2 separate regions of the Mus musculus genome follow, and region 1 is linked to region 2. The links are chromatin contacts, called in public HiChIP or PLAC-seq maps. All regions are on one chromosome and are shown on one strand. The core of a region is the stretch at or near the end of the contact, and the rest is flanking DNA. Distances in the headings are between cores, read along the strand shown.

Region 1 (5,520 bases), core at 1,253-3,752, 710 kb after region 2:
GCCACAAAAACAGTGGAAAAGTGAGCCTGCTCCAAGGCTGTTTCCACTGTAAACAGTGGCTCTTCAGCTGGTCCCCAGCCTCCTGAGTCAGGGCCAGACTCCTCCACCCTGCCTGAGAAGTACCTCAGCTGCCCTCCAGCCCGACAGTGGCCCACTCATAGAAGAAGCTCTCTGAGCCTTACTTGCACTTTAGATATAATCTGTCAAGACCCCTTTGTCTTCATGCACAGCCTGTGAAGTGAGAAGGCAAGTTCAGGAAGCACATCGGCACACAGAGAAGGACAGAGCATGACCAGTGTCACACAGTAAAGACAAGGCTGACACAGTCTTCTTCTGGGACTGCGGGTCTCAGAGAAAGATTCTGAGTGGTGTTCACTGTCTGATGCAACCTGGGTTTCTTTGAGTTTGTGCCATAAACTCAGGAAGGCAGCAGCATTTAGTGGGAGCCACATCTTCGTTGCCGATTTTAATAATGTCCTGTTTTCCTTAGTAACGCGTGTTACTTGTGGCCAGCCTGACAGTCACAGAAGTGGAAGGAGAAAAACAGAACTGCCCTGACTCTGCCCAAGGGTTCCTTCTTGCCTTGCACTGGGCTCCCCGCCTCCCCCCCACCCCCTACCCCGCCTTGTCACTTCCTAAGATCCTTTCATCTGTTGATCGTACGTCATGAGCAGATTTTGAGGGTCACTGTTTTTAAAAACCAGGGTTCTTCATGGCCCCAAGGAGAGAATGAGAGTACGTGACAGTTAGTTTTCTCCTGCCCACACTTGCTAGGATGGGTGCTACCAAGGATGCCATGAGGAGGTGCCCACCCTACAAGGAAGCTTCTAGAGAAGGTGGATTTACATGGGCCTGGGAGCTAGGTACCAAGAGGCTCAGTTTTGTAGTTTGACATAGGTTGCCTGTGGTTCACCCTGAAGCCAACTCAGCTGTGCCCAAGCTCTTTCTGTTAACTGCAAACATGACAATGCCTTCCTCCATTCACTTGGTCCAGATGTCAGTATCGAGTGCCTTCTGTATCTGTGTGCAAATGGTTAGGAAAGCCAAAAAAAAATAAAAAAGGCCTCAGGCCCCCACCTTCCCCTCCTGTCACCCGCTATGCCCCAGAAACCCAGCCAGGTCCCTCTTTGGAACCCTCACCAAGTCAGATCTGGAGGCCAGCTGGGCTGTGGGGGCAGCAGAGGTTCCAGGAGGAGCTATCTCCGGTCCCCTCCATCCGCCGACGTCCTTGGTGGCCCTGAGACAGCTTTATGGAGGACAGATTGAGGCTGTCTCCCTCCTGGCAGGTTTATTTCTTCATCTTTCAAACCCTGCTCTGATTTTTTCCACCTTGGCCTTCCCACCCCCACTGGCTGCCTGGCAAGCTTCCTCTCCCTCCCCGTCATCTGTCAGCCTGGCGAGGCAGAGGGCCACTGGCCTCCCAGGTGATTGACTTATGGGAGAGGCAGGCCAGGCTCTGCAGGAGTCCTTTTGGCTTCCTGCCTGGGAGAAGACTGGGGAGACTGGTAGGGTGGCCACTGTGAGCCATGAGGCCCCAGTGTGTCTCCACTCCATTTAGACAGCCCTGCCTGCTGGCCAGGCCACCCCTGCTCAGGCCTCAGTTTCCCTTCCGGAAGGAAAGGCATGCCCAGAGCTAGCAGAAGGCAAGATGGTCAGAGCAGCCGACTTCTGCCTCATTATGGAACACTTCCTAAACGATGCTGTCACTGAGCTGGAGATCAGAGATACATGGAGGAAGAAGAGAAGGGAGATACACATTTATAAAGAGCCTACTGCGTGCAGCTACCACCACCCCTGCCCCCAACAGCAACCTAAAGAGATAGTCATTGGTAGCAACAGGTCAGAATTATTTTGACAGGTCGGCAGGCTTTACTTATTTGCTGTTAGTTATTTTCTTTTCTTTCTTTTTTTTTAAAGATTTATTTATTTCATGTATGTAAGTATACCTTACTTACAAGTACACCGTCGTACACAAGTATAAGTAGTTACAAGTACACTTACAAGTACACCGTCGCTGCCTTCAGACACGCCAGAAGAAAGCATCAGATCCCATTACAGATGGTTGTGAGCTCCCATGTGGTTGCTGGGATTTGAACTCAGGACCTCTGGAAGAGCAGTCAGTACTCTTAACCTCTGAGCCATCTCTCCAGCCCAGTTATTTTTCTTAAAGACAGTCTTGTTATGCAAATCAATCTGGACTTGGAGGCAGTATGTAACCCAGGATAGCCTGCAGCTCTTAGCTGTCCTATTGTCTCAGTGTCTGAGTGCATGGATAACAGGTCTGTATGGCTTGCCAGCCTTGGCTGTGTGTTTGTAGAAGCAAGGGATTCCGGACCCCTGGGTCCTATAGATGGTTAGGCAATGAGGTAGAACTCAAAAAGAACTAGGGGAACTTGATTGTACCAAAGAGAGACCAGAGACACAAGCTAGAAGTAGAGCCCTGTTCTGCCCAGGTCCTGTATCCTACTCACTCTTTGTGGCATTGAGCCACTTCTGATCTGACTGTTGGCAAGAAGGACTTGCCATTCCAGCTGGCACTGCCCAGCCTGTGCTTGCCATGGTAGACTAAGAACTTGGTGGCTTCAAGGTTTATCTCTTTCTCACAAGCCCGTGTCTGACCCTCTGCTAGTCAGGCTCCACCTGCTGTCTCTTCCCCAGACAGGAAGGAGGGGCAAGAGGGAAACCCCCAACACACACACACACACATACACACACACACACACACACACACACACACACACACACACACACACACACACACACATCACCACCACCACCACGCTGCTCCTGCAGTCTAGCTCATGGGAATGAAAAACACATTGGCTTCATTATCCTCGGATTGAATGAGCAGGGTTGCTATGGCAACAGCCATCTCAGGCCAGCAAGGGGGCAGGGAAGGGGTTGGTGAGACCGAAGCAAGTGGGGACCGGGCAGCGGGTGAGCAGGCACATCGGGTGGGTAGGCCACGGGAACAATTGTCATTTCTACCACCCGCCTTCTTCTGAGGCCCCTGGCTTCCAATCAGCAATCTTGCATGAGGAGAGGCAGCAAGGATCATGAAAGCAGCAGCATCCTTCCCTAACTTGCCCCTCTTTCTTTCCTATTTATCCCTTTCATGGAAGGGTGCCAGGGTGGTGGCAGGCTCACACCCAGAGCCATTCACTGGGCCCACTTTCCAACAGAGACCAGCCCAGGAGCTCCACTAGCCTCCTGGATACATGACTGAAAGAAGTACCAGGGTACACTTGAGTTCCGGGGATAGGTTATGAAAATGCTCACACAGCTCCAAGTTTCTGTCCTGGGATGCTGGCTCTCCAGGTTAAGGCAGGTGATGGTGGCATTGTGGAGGCTTCTCAGGTGCAGCCCTGAACTAATCCATTTCCTGACTCTTACCCTGCCTGAGCCAAGCATCCTGACGCCCATAATGGGCTCTTCCCTACCTATGGCCTTGATTTACCTGCCCTTCTACCATGTCAACTTTAGTGAGAAACTGAGGCTTGCGACTCATCTAGGACCACTGCACATGTCCATGTGTTTGGGGGGAGGAGGCATGGGAGGTCAGGACAATACAGCCTGATAGGGAACATCATTTCTCCAAGCTAGGCACTTGGTAGCCATTGTGATTGGACAGAAGATCCCATGGTCTTGGGTCCAGTGCCAGCCTCCTCTAGGGCCTGTGACAGCTTTCTTACCAGTCCTGGTGGCAGGAGATAGAACCAACAGCAGCAAGTTGTGGGCTTTTGGGTGGCCTTTCCTGGTGGGGAAGAACCATTGTGAGTGATCTAGGCCTGAATTTTTTACTCTGAGCCCTAGTCAGGGATTGGGGTGGTGGGGATGGGACAGTTCTGTGGTTCCATCCACAAATGGTCATGTTACTTCTGAGGAGATGAGCCGTGAGGGGGTGGATGGCCTGGAGTTGCCCCACTCTTGTGGAATATGCAGAAGGGAAAGGCTGCCCAGAGGCCACTCATGGTTCCCAAGCAAGCTGTAGATCTATCCCAGAGGCTGTTCCCAAATACAGGCTCTGGAGCCCATCTAAGGGACCCCGGGGACAGGCTAGAATTCAGTGCACTTAGCTTTGCCCCAGGGGTCGGCCACCTTGCCCCAAGTCTGAGGCCTGAGCTACTCCCCCTAACGTCAGATCAAGGGTGGGAAGAGTTTGCTGACCCTCTCTGACCATCGTCCATCACCTGTCCTCTCCACACCCACAGGCCCTCATTCCCCCATGGCATCTTCCCCAGCTCCTGACCTCCCATGATTCCATGGGGCTGTGTATCCTGGGCCCTCCTCCTAGTCACCACCAGGGCTACAGCCTGGCTCCACACCCACAGGTCTTTGGAGGGCAGCTGCCGGGCAAGCCTGTCATTTTCCCAGCTGGGGATTATAGGTTTGGGGTTTAGGGCGTCTTGGAGAGGAGGAGCCAGAAACCTGGTGTAGTGCCAGAGAGAGACACCTCACAGGAAGAGGGGAGGGAGTGGGGCTGTTTGGGCCTGGCTGGGGATTCCTGCCACTTGACTGGGATCTGTGTGTGTGTGTGTGTGTGTGTGTGTGTGTGTGTGTGTGTGTGTGTGTGTCTGTCTGTGTCTGTCTGTGTCTCTCTTTCTCTATGTGTTTCTGTGTGTGTGTCTGTCTGTCTGTCTCTCTTTATGTGTCTGTGTGTCTGTCTGTCTGTCTGTGTCTCTGTGTGTATATGTGTTTGTGTGTGTGTGTGTCTGTCTCTCTTTCTCTATGTGTCTCTGTGTGTGTGTGTCTGTCTGTCTGTCTGTCTGTCTGTGTCTCTGAGTGTATATGTGTTTGTGTGTGTGTGTGTGTGTGTGTGTCTGTCTCTGTCTGTCTCTCTTTCTCTATGTGTCTCTGAGTGTATATGTGTGTGTGTGTGTGTGTGTGTGTGTGTGTGTGTGTGTGTGTGTGTATTCCTGCCTCTCGTCAAGGTCAGAGCCTCTCTTTACTCTCACGATTTAATCCTCTCAATGAGTCTGAGGACAAACCTGGGTTCAGATTTTCCAGATTCAAAAAAGACAGAGCACTGGCTGGAAAGTGACTCAGTCTGTGGAGCCCTTGCAGGCCCGAGGACCTGAGTTCAGATCCCAGGAACCCACCTAAGGAGCCAGACACAGCGGTACTTATTTGTAATCCCAGGTGTGCTGGGATGAGCAGAGACAGGCAGATCCCTGGCCCTCACTCACCAGGTAGCCTAGCCTACTTGGCAAAGTTTCAGGCCAGCCAGTGCAGTCACACACACACACACACACACACACACACACATCCACACACACACACACATACACACACACACACCACACACCACACACACACACAAACATAGAAAGGGCATCAGACTAATCAGAGAGGCCTACTACACAGCAGGCTAAGGCAGAGCCAAGATTGGGCCATTCCTGCTACCCACTGACACCCTAATGGTCAGTCTCATGGGGACAACTCAGCAATCCAAGATGGTGGGGAAGCCTGTGCCTGACTAGTTTACCTCACCTGAATTGTGCTTGTCCCTCCATTATGTGG
Region 2 (5,353 bases), core at 2,075-4,574:
GCCAGGAGCAGGAAGGGACTGCCCGGAGAAAGAGACTATTGAGCTCAGCCAACTACAATATAGCAGAGAACACTGTAGGCTGTGGGATAGCATGGGAGTTGGGACTCTGCACTGTGGCAACAATGACCTTAAATATTTTCCAGGGTGAGAGTATAGCCCTCACAGGGTTCCATCTGAGCTTCAGGGTCATCTGTCCTCCCAGTGGGGCCAACCACAGCAGGGAGAGAAGGAACTTGTGACCACTACTAGTTTAAGCTTTCCTAACCTTGCTTGATATACAACTGGCTTGCTTGGGGTCAGCCCCATGCTGTGATCTGATGAGCTCTCCCAGGCCGGGCTTTCTCTGGTATGTACATCTCTATGACAGATTCCCTGAGCATTGAATTCCATCTGGATTTATGCTTTCTGGTTGACCCCGGGTAACATAAGCCAAAATGCTTCAAGAACCGTAGAGTCAAGCATGAAAGTAGAAGTTTGAGATAGAAATGACTTTAAATGATGGCAGGATGCATAGAAGGGGGCGTGGCAAATGGAGTGGACAGGGCCATTTCTCAGAGTTACAGTTTTCTCAGAGTATATTGTAAAGTCCTCCTAGGAGAGAAAAGCTGTCGGTTTTTTGTTTTTTTCTTTCCATGAGAATTTAAGGAGAACAGACCACCAAGTGTGCAGAGTTGGGCTGAAGGCAAATGAGTGAATCTGGGTTTGAATCAGGTCTGTGGCCTGTAAAGTACCTCTCTGTCCCAAGATGTCCCCTGGGCTCTCTAAACCAGTCCCTTCTCTGCCTCCGGCTGGCAGGATAATGCTTCTGCCAAGACCACCAAAGGAAGCCTGGAACACGGAGCATTTTAGAGAAATGGGGACTCTAGAGGCCTGGAGAGATGGCTCAGAAGTTAAGAGTACTCGCTGCCTTACCAGAAGCAGAGTTTGCTTCTCAGCGCCCATAACAGGCAGCTTACTATAACTCCAGCACCAGGGGATATGACACCTTCTTTTGTCTTCTGTGGACACTCACACACACTGGACTTACACTCTCACAGACACAGATGCATACACACAAAGTCTTGGGGTGTTTGCTTTGTTTTGTTTTGTTTTGTTTTGTTTTGTTTTGTTTTGTTTTAGAGACAAGGTTTCTCTGTGTAGCCCTGACTGTCCTGGAACTTGCTGTGTAGACCAGGCTGTCCTGGAATTTGAAGATCTGCCTGCCCCCCAACCCCTACCAGTGCTGAAATTAAAGGTATGTGTCACCACTGCCAGACACAAAAGTAAAATCTTAAAAAACAAACAAACAAACAAAAAACAAAACAAAACAAAAAAACCAAGAACTAGCAAGAAAGAAAGCAGCAGCAAGAGATCCACTGCACATGGGTAGCAGGGGCTGGGAGACAGTGGACTGCCTTCTCAGCACTGTGGTTCCTTGTTGACCTGCCTCACTTTCTCTTACTCTCTAGGGAGTGGCCCACACTAGCTTTCTTATGATCACAAAGGGAAGGAAGGGGTTCTGATACTATTGATACCTCTTCTACCACTAAGTGGCCTGTGTGAAGTGTGACCTCATCTTTACCAGACATCCTCCTCATAAGCTTGAAGAACTAGCATCACGGGAGAACGACTTGCCAGAGGTGGGAGCACTTTCACCTTCCAGTGTGAATGAATGGTCTGAAAGAAGAATGGATGCTTTTTCCAAGGGTGGAGGTCAAAGGTCAGGATGGCTTAACACTGCCACAGGGGCTGGTCTCCCATCACTTGGACCTGCTTCTGGGGCACCCCCCACCTTCAGCCTGGTGGGTTAGGCTTGCTGCTGTCAGAGGACAGATGCCAAAGTGCTTTTGGCTTTCCTCTGTTTCTATTTTCTATCTTGATGGAAAAATTGTGATTTTCACACTGTCACGAAACCAATAGGTCTCTGACATATGTTTTTGTAATCTGTGTAGCTGGTTTCCTGTACTTCTGACAGTTCTATTACATGTCTGACAGTTATATGAAATTTTTCCTCTGGGAAGTTGAGGGGGGCAGGTGTCTCCCCCTCCCCAACCATTGTAACTCCCTCATCCTTACTCAAATTTATATTTGGAGACTAAAGAACAGCCTGCATACTTTTCTTGTTCCTGCCCTAAGTTGGATGCCAACATCCTCCTAGGAGGGAGAATGAGATTTACAACCAAGCCCCGTGGGGGAGCCCTGAACAACACGGGATGTGGGAAAGTAGGAGACCAGAGGATTCTGGGGCCAACTGTGTTAACTCCAGACTCCATTGTGAACAAAATAAACTGCTTGCCTTGGAGCACCCTGCCTCCAGCCCTTCTGTACCACCACCCCCATACCAGGGCAAAGAGGGTGGCTACATAGGGTGCCACGTAAAGAGGCCTGCATTACTGGCTCTGGCATGTGGGCATAGTGGTGGCTGTAGCCAATGCATATACATGTTTGCACACCTATGTGGCTTTGTGCAGAGTTCAGTGTCTCACCATGCTAGGTCCTAGGGTGACAAGGCTATACATGATTCCTCTATTTGGAAGCCCCTCGGGGCTATGTACCAATTTAGTGCTACACCCATGGATAGAGTTCCTTCCTGGGGAAGGTTCATTCTCTGGGCTGGGATTGCACATTGGAAGCAAACACGTCGACAGGAACATATCGAGGACAGTCTGTGTCCGAGGGGAGATGCTCGGACGTGTTTTGATTTAACTTGGCTGCTATTGCCTGCTGCTGAGGGCCCTATCTATCTTCAGGGCAAGTAGAAAAATAATAGAAACAGCAATGGTTGAAGACACTGGAGGGAAGAGAAAGATGGCCAGAGTCACTCCTGCCATGAGCACTGTCTGCCTGAGGAGGTGGGAGTCTGGCCACAGTGGCCCTGTCACTGCCTTGCTGGGTAGCTTTGGGCAAATCCCATTATCTCCCAGCCTCTGACCAATGAGGAAGCTCTGAACATTACCTTGGGGATTCTCTGTGAAGCACATATAATACGCTACTTGCCCCACAACGGCACTCCAGGCACTGCAAATGCAAAAGCCGATGCGGCATCTCAGCCTGCCTTCGAGATGTTATTTGGGTCCTCTCAATCGACTTAGCCACTCTGATTTTCCTGTCTATGGAAAACGAGGTGTTGCCATGGCAACTGCCACATTACACGGGTGCCGTACTGACGATGCCTCTGAGATACAGAGCAGCTTCTCAAAGAGATACACTTTTCAACATGTCATGTAGGATTCTGTACTTGTTAGGGAAAATCGCATTTCCAGCAAAATGACATGCTTCTCTTGGGCTTGCCGATGCGCGGCCCGTGCCTTCCTTAAACAAAGACTTTCATTCACTGCCTCTCTCCTGCCTGTCTGGCCTGCTACCATCGGCCACCCTTTGTGAGTCCCTAGTGCCCTTTACATAAAGCCTGAAGCTAAAGGCAAGGTGGTGGAGGGTTGGGTTCTGCTCCTCAGGCCCAGCCTCCAGAGCTGCCTCCCAGATGACACAGAGAGAGGCTCAGAGGCTAGGTTTCAGGGAGTAGCCAGGGCTCAGCCAGTTTTTAGCAGCTCCTCGATTTTAACCTGACCTGATTTCTCCAGGAAGTATTTGGAAGATGGTTTGTTCATGCTCTGGCCTTCTTCCAGGATTAACTGTAAGAAGGCCTTAGTAAGAAGTTGCTATCCCCTATGTGGCCCATGTCCTTACTGTGCCCATGTGTTTAGCATACATGTACTGGCTTTCTCTTCCCTGACAGAAGATGGGTTATGCATCAGGATAACACTGGCCTTGGCCCTGTCAGCCTGATAACCTAGGCTCCACAAGTTCATTGCTTGACATTGGTTCTGTTGTATGCCCAGAGGGCAGGTCAGCTGGGTACTCTGAGAAAGGGGAGTCTCCTGGCATCTCCAGATCCCATCCTCCTTGGGATACTGTGTGGAAGACCAAGAGTCCCTTTCTTTCAGATATCATGATGTAAATGATCTAGCTGGCTACCCCCAGTGAAGTCAGTATTGATCCAGGAATGAGTCCTGACTTGGGGAATTCAAATCAGTAGCCTCTTGCCCTTGAAGTCAACTTGTATGAACTGACCCGTGTTGCAGGGTTATATGGACCAGGTTGATAAAGGGACAGGAAAAAACCAGCAAGCATTAATGCATCCTGGTGAATTGATGAATGGATATCACAAGGTGCCTTCAAAGATCAGTGTTGAAAGATTTAATGTGGGCTCTGTTGAGGGCGGTGTCCTTGGCATTCACATGGGGCCCTTGGGACCTACTGGTCATGCACTGGGACAGACATGGCAAGTGACTCTGAGATACCTGGCTCAAGTGTGACTCTGCAAGCAGTCCAGGTGAAGTTCAGCTCAGTTTGTCAAAACTTCGTAAGCTCCTGGGTAACTACTTCAGGGTGCAATGGACTTCAGTCCTGATCCTGTGCAATTAAGAAACAGTGAAGTATGTGTCAGACTAGAGTCTAGGAAGGAATGGGTGGGTACTCATATAAATTACACCCAGTGCTAGGCATCAGTAATTCAGCTTTGAGAAAACCAGCCTTGACTGTTAGGCTCCTGATGAAGAAAGGAGACTGATACTATAGGTTCTGGTCAAGCCTTCAACTTCCCTGCAGACAAGTCCTTACTCAGGGTAACACTGCTCTACCATCCCTCATCCCTGAAGAGACTCAGCACCTGCACAGGGCCTCAAGCCAGAATCCTTTCTGTTTCTGCCTCCAGGAGCCTCAAACGGGTTCTCCCTGCCTCCATTAATCTAGCACATCTTCCACCTTGCAATATGATTATGTTTTCTAGCCTTCAACCCTGGTCGAGTTACTTTCCAGGTCAAATGCCTTCTGATGAGTCTTAGAACGAAGACCAGGTCCCCTCAATGTGGTAACAGGTTCTGCATGACTGGGTGTCTAGATATCAGTTCCTATTCACCCCTCAGCCATGTGCTCTTTGTGTCTAGTTAGTCATGTGTCATCTTTCAGGTCTCAGAAGGTTTCTCTTCTCCCTCTGGGCTGTCACCCAACCTGGCAGTCCCGTGTTCTCCATCTCCAGGCCTGGTTGCTTCCTCTTATTTACAACTCTTCTGCCCTGGTGTTAACCCACTACTTTCAAGAAAATGAGAATTGTCTCGGGTATAGGAGTCTGTGTTTGTCTCCCAAGCATCGTTCTTTCTTTCTTCTACAGAATCTCTTTGTGCTGGTTAAACTTATGTATGCCCATAAAACCATGGCTCCCAGACTCTCCTTCAGCCAGGTATAGTCATGTTGCTAAGTTCTAGTCCATAGCAAAAAATGGAAAGGCTCTTGGGAAATGTCCCAAGAAGGAACATGATTTTTCTACTTCTTCTTCCTGCAAGCTGGAATGCAAACTGATGCTGGAACTTGGGTA

What was found. HiChIP or PLAC-seq counts read pairs in DNA pulled down with a chosen protein or histone mark.
Region 1: an H3K4me3 HiChIP or PLAC-seq map of embryonic basal ganglia shows a contact between it and region 2, with 6 times the contacts expected there. The contact joins two enhancer-like sites. A contact is called at or near these places in 1 of 484 Hi-C or Micro-C datasets (embryonic stem cells) and 1 of 115 datasets of contacts at active chromatin or transcription factors (embryonic basal ganglia).

The regions. Positions count from the first base shown.
Region 1 is chr14:25,547,534-25,553,053 of GRCm38.p6, forward strand. The region is part of intron 3 of Zmiz1 (zinc finger, MIZ-type containing 1); the gene reads left to right. Among named protein-coding and RNA genes, the nearest start is that of Mir3075, 16 kb to the left of the region's middle. Within about 2 kb of position 2,503, at least 61 of the 459 cell types and tissues checked have an H3K27ac peak or open chromatin away from gene starts, as enhancers often do. A contact at or near this core is called in embryonic basal ganglia, where this site is marked.
Region 2 is chr14:24,838,932-24,844,284 of GRCm38.p6, forward strand. All of the region lies in intron 2 of Gm32008 (a long non-coding RNA gene), which reads left to right. Among named protein-coding and RNA genes, the nearest start is that of Gm31951, 11 kb to the left of the region's middle. Within about 2 kb of position 3,325, at least 81 of the 459 cell types and tissues checked have an H3K27ac peak or open chromatin away from gene starts, as enhancers often do. A contact at or near this core is called in embryonic basal ganglia, where this site is marked.